Linked DNA regions of Acanthopagrus latus: region 1 is linked to region 2. A link is a contact called in public Hi-C data. All regions are on one chromosome and are shown on one strand. Each heading gives the region's core, a stretch centred on a gene start, on an enhancer-like site or on the middle of the called end of the contact. The rest is flanking DNA. Distances are from core to core; before and after follow the strand shown. Region 1 holds the start of pmt (phosphoethanolamine methyltransferase). Region 2 holds the start of tsc22d3 (TSC22 domain family protein 3).

Region 1 (2,855 bases), core at 100-2,599, 230 kb before region 2:
CTGTAAAGTAACTAGTTACTTAGTAAATAAACAAGTTCAAAGTTATGTATTTGTCTTTGAAAATCAGTAAATTTGAAGCATGGAATAGAAATAATCAATTTAAGTACAAATAGCTAAAAATTTCATCTACGTGCTTGAGTTAATTAACTTTATTCCTCTCAATAACAATATGGACATAATAAATAAACTTAAATAACAGTGCTGTAGGCTTCAAACTGTTTATTTTGAGGAGTAAAGGAGAAAGTCTGGAGATGAAATCTGACTAAAATAAACTAATCATGACTAAATTTTAAACACAGGTAGTTTTTCTAACGATGTTTCCTCTGGTATGTGTGTCAGAGTTGAAGGACTCCTGTCTGTGAATCATCTATCAAGTATTTTAGAGAGCTGTAAAAATAAGAATTCAGTAAAATAAATCCTATGTCTGATTTATTATATCAAATATGTATCCAGACAAGTTTCAAAAGTCGACTCATGTCACATCCAGAAGCAACGCTCGGGTGTCAGAGTGACACTGGACAGCTGCGTTTGTTAATGTGTAACTTTTTAGCTGAAACTCTGTCACACAGGTCTTAAAACAACAGACTGATGCAGATGAACATGTGCAGCCACTGTGCTGATGTTGCACACTTTGGTCGAGAGAACATGCAGTGGTTTTCTACTCCTGACACACACACATGAAGCTTCACTTTTACCTGGCAACCATCACTTGATTAAAAAAAAAAAGCTCCAAACATCTGGATCAAAGTCATTTATCCAGTTTTACAGAAAAGCCACTAGTCTGTCATGTGTCATCAGCTCCCGGGGAAGATGATGCAACGATTACAACTCTGAGAAAACAAAAGACAGAAAACACTCACTTCCTGCTGCACAGAGCATAAATCTGACAAGTGTGCACTAACCTCTCATCTCCCAGTTAGAAAGATAATGATGAAAGCAAACGAGTAAAAATGCCTCGGCAGTCCACTTTTTAGGACAACAAGGCAGAGCTACAGGTTCATCTGACAGCTCACAGCCCACATCACTGACACATTCCTGCTCACAGTGGCTGGATTACTTCCACCAGCTGAGTGAACAATCCGCACAAAAACAACATGCAGCAAGAGTCCACGCGGTTGCATCAGGCTTTTTTTTTTCTTCTTTTGTGAAACACCACGTGTCAAGAGAAATGAAAGTCATGTACTCTGCTCATACCTTTGTCCATCTTGATTTATTCTTATTGTACAGTTTACTCCACGATGCTGGCAATTAAAAGTCTTTAATTAAAAGGTGACAGAGGCTCCTCTCTCTCTGATTGACAGAGGTACAGGCTGATGGCTGAGTGGCAGCTCTTTATATAACGTGGTGACCGCAGAGGGGGAGATGGTCGCCAGGTGGGACACCGGCAAATGGGATGCGTCCAGTATGAGGGAGGGAGGGGTGAGAGGGGTGAGAGGGGGGCAGGACGTGAGTAATCATTACAGGGACGAGAGGACAAGAGTCTGCGGGGTTATCAGAGCGGCAGTGTGGACGGGAATCCCCCCCCCATCACACACTGATCTGATCTCAGATAAGTTAGTGTATCAGTGAAGCGCACTCACAGCTTCCAGCGGTGTGTCTCCCTCACGGTTCCCCCTCCCCGCGGTGTCCCACCGCAGCTCGGCTCGGTTCGGCTCGGCTGCGCTGACGAGGACCGAAACCGGAGCGCGCGTCGCCTCAGCGGTGCGTCAAGGCGACGCTGACCACAGATCAGCTTTCATCAATACACCTGAAGCTGGGTCTTTTCCGCTTTTAATGACGTTTTCGTAGTCATTTAGTGATTTTATTTTATTTGTTTTAATAAGAATTCTCCATCTGCAGCAAATCTGCTCACTGATAACGGATGAGTTATTACTGTATGTGTATTTACAGTGACAGATCCAGTGGCGGCGCCAGGGAGGAGCCAGGTGGCGCTGTAGCTCCCATAGCACCCGCTCAGCACCCCCGAGAAATGGCTGTGATTTTTTTATATTTATATTTCATGTGTATTTCATGTCACGTTTGAATAGTCTTTTCAATGTTGTTTAAAAATGGGAATTAAGAAATAATTTCAAAAATATGTGTTAAGTCTAAAAAAACAAAAACAAAACAAAAACCACGAGGCCCAAACAGCTGATCTTCTTTGGCCAATGAGCACAGCGCGCAGTGAACCTTTGACCTTAACATGGCAGCTTGTTGTTGATATCGAGCTTGAACATTTAAGAAAGTAAAATACACCAAAATGGATCGTTTTATTTTTTGCTCCCTAAACGTCCACGTTCTGGGTCACAGCCAAAAGTTGGATGGATCAGTGTTCATGGCTGGAATGCAGCACTTTGTTTTGCGTGTAGGCATCTTCTGAAATGAGGGCACGGATTTAATCAAGGGCCAAACATTTACCAGCATCAGCATCAGTGGAGACACCAGGACCAGTAATGTGGCACTTTTGGCCATGAACACGGAGGGAAGGAGGACCCTTGACTGCGACAACATCACTGAAGCCTTCGCACTCAAATCACAGCAACAGACGTATTGTTTTGTTGTGAAGACGATCGTAAGTGCGTGATTTCCCCCTCTGTTGGGTATTACACATTTAATTAATTTGGTGGTTGAAGCACATCTGTGATGCTCCAACAAGAGGAACACTGCTGATTCTTCATCAGACTAGTGTTGCTGCTCTTTGCTGCTCCGTTGTATTCAGGGCTCGACTGTGACTGAATTGTGTGAGATATTATTTTCAGAGGTTTACACTGGCAGGCTTGTGTATGTTGTATCTATAGCCAGTGTGTAAAAAGTTGTGATCTGACTCAGATCACAACTTTTTAATAACAATTTTATTCTTCATAATCTGAATGCCT
Region 2 (2,718 bases), core at 76-2,575:
AAACAAAAGATGGGTGGGAAAGCGGTGGAACGATCCAAAAAAACAAACTCTTTGGAGCATTCTGCAAGTAGTAAGTGATAGTAAGTAAGGAAGTTGTCATTTCCTCATTTACAATGTTAATATGCTTATCTTAGTTTGGGCCTTTCAAAGGTGTGAATGCCAAAAGAATAGTTTTCTATCTCCCTTAAAAAAGGTGTAATATGTAAGAATTGGCCACCTGTCAAACTAGTACTCCAGTAACCGCAAACTGCTGATACCGTCCACTGTTTGCCAATTAGCTCAGTTAGCAGTGCAGCTTCCTATTAGCTGGCTTGAGTCTGCCTGAACCGGAAGCTCAGTGGTGAAGGTTTTCAGGCCAAGGGGTGGCGTCTTTGTATGAAACACCAAATTTCAGATGATGTTTGATTATTTTTTTTTAATGTTTTAAGCTAAACATCTGACAAATTGCACCTTTAATAACACTTGTGGTCTGTTGACATGCAGCAAAACACAAAACAAGTGTTAATAGCATCCAAGTTATGCTAAATTAAGTCCTTTTGAACCTCATTTTAAAGTCGGGTCTTGCTCATAACATTTACTAGTGCTTGGACAAATCCCACTACTAATGACCGCTCCTTCGATCAATAAGCAGTAATTAGGAGGTAATTGAGGGAAAAGCTCTCATTTATTGGCCTAGCAGTTGCAGAATGTGTTCGTGCAGGAAAGGGCATTAAAAAGGAACCAATAACCAATCAATACGCATCTTAATATGCAAGCATTTCCTGATTTAAAAGTGTTACCAAAAGAGCAATATATGATTCCTATAGCTGAGGAAGGCAACATGGCTGAAAAGCACATGAGCTCGAAGACTTCGTTTTATTTTGAAAAGCATGTAATGTGCCGTGCTGGCAATGCATATCCACTGGAAACATTTCTTTGTTTAGATTTTTTTTTCTGCTTTTCACAAATTAGCGTGGCAGAAGTGTTATCGAAGCCTTAGTGCGAGTTCCTGCAGCCTCCCTCTCGCTCAGCCACTCCTTGTGCTGTCAGCATCGCAGGGTGGAGCTGGCTGAGCTGCCGCACATGTTTCAAGCATGCTCTGACGCTCTACTCCCTCTCTGTCTGTTTCCCTTCCTCTGAATGTGTGCACGGCCGGCTGAGAAAGAAAAAAAAAGAAGGAGGTCCCATCGCGCGTAACCATCGATGCCTCTTACCAATCACAGGGGTTTCCCCACCCTCTCCGTCTCCCTCCCTCCCTTTTCTTTTAGCTCCCTCCCACTGTCTCTAGGCACACCAAAGAAAAAAAAAAAAAGAAAAAGTGCAGGGGGAAAAAAAAAGTGATAAGCAGCAAGCAGCTTCTGGGTTTTGCTTTCAAGCGCACTCCTGCTGAATCGGTGCGCGTGAGTGTGTATGTGTGTGCGTGTGTGTGTGTGTGCGGGGCGTTCACTCTCGATCCTACCACAGTGGAGGCAGCGTCGGCCCCGAACAAAAGGCTAAACGCGGCAGAGCCACAGGAGGAGAAAACTCAGGGATAGAAAGCAGTCTGAGTGGCCCAGCGTGACTGCACCTCTCAGGGAGGAACTCAACCTGCCTTTCAGCACCTCCTGGCCCCGGCGTGGAGACAGAACCCGGCTGCCTGCCTGTCTCTCTGATCTGATCTCTCTCTTCCTCAGCTGTTCAGTCTTTCACCTTGTCTTTCATCTAGACACACCTCAGTCTCTGAGATTCCTACACCTGCACTTCCACACCTGGGCGTCTCTCCTCTTCATCCAGCCGCACTTCAAGATGTCAGACGATGACTGCCGCTCGCCCATCGGCCTGGACTGCTGCAGCTGCTGCCTGGACCTGGCAAACGGCTGCGATGACTCCTTGTCCAGCAGCCCGGCCCAGGGCCTCGGTACCAACGGGGGCCTGCCGGCAAGCCCCACCAGCCCCAGTGTCAGCCACTTTCGCCAGCTCCGTAACCAGCTGATGTACCAGAACCTGAACACGGACAAGCTGAACAACATCATGAGGCAGGACTCCCTGGATTCGGTGGTGAGGGACCCCTGCTTCCTGCTCAACGAGGGGATCTGCAACAGCAACATTGACCAGACCATGCTGTCTATCCTGCTCTTCTTCCACAGGTATGTGTGTCGTCTGGCTTACCTGATTACGTACACGCTTATCTGATAAGGCAGCCGCTGAATATAAAGGGTCTTTCAGCAGGACTTGGACTGAATAGGTTTTCTTCGCCCCTCTTTCAGGACGTTGAGCACAAAGTCTGGCTTCTAGCTTTCTGGATCTGCATGCATCAGATCGGAGGTTATGAGGAGCAGCTTAGGAACCATATTTTGCTTAAATCAAACAGATGGCTAATGTTGACTAATCAGGTTTTCTCAGATCAGCACTTCCTCTCAAATGGCAAATGACATAAGTGTTTACAGTCATGGACTGGGTACAGGCTAGGACGGGGTGGTCCATGCTTTATTACTGTCGGTTTGAATATGGTTGTTTCTGCACAAGTAAAACTCTGTATGATTTTACATCTGAAGCAAGAAGGTCCAAGTATTTGTGCAGCACTCGATGTCTATTTACATCCACACCGCCCACGTCTTTCACGCAGCATGTTTGATGATGTTACATAACGTCACAATGACAATGACAGTGACATGTGCTGTTTCGTATTTACATCTGAAAACGCTCTCCTTTGGTGAGGCTATTCAGTTCGAGGACAGTCCCTGATATTTGTAAAAGAAA

What was found. A called contact is a pair of places that touch in the nucleus more often than the background predicts.
Region 1: a contact with region 2 is called in a Hi-C map of liver, with 2.7 times the contacts expected there. The contact joins the promoter of pmt here to the promoter of tsc22d3 in region 2. A contact is called at or near these places in 3 of 4 Hi-C or Micro-C datasets (liver and muscle).

What each region holds. Positions count from the first base shown.
Region 1 is chr18:22,837,975-22,840,829 of fAcaLat1.1, reverse strand. pmt (phosphoethanolamine methyltransferase) reads right to left here and starts at 1,349. Exons shown (of 12, transcript XM_037076638.1): 1 at 1,195-1,349. The coding sequence starts at 1,204. LOC119007184 (a long non-coding RNA gene) reads left to right here and starts at 2,019. Exons shown (of 3, transcript XR_005071057.1): 1 at 2,019-2,551.
Region 2 is chr18:22,610,399-22,613,116 of fAcaLat1.1, reverse strand. tsc22d3 (TSC22 domain family protein 3) reads left to right here and starts at 1,325. Exons shown (of 3, transcript XM_037076452.1): 1 at 1,325-2,105. The coding sequence starts at 1,765.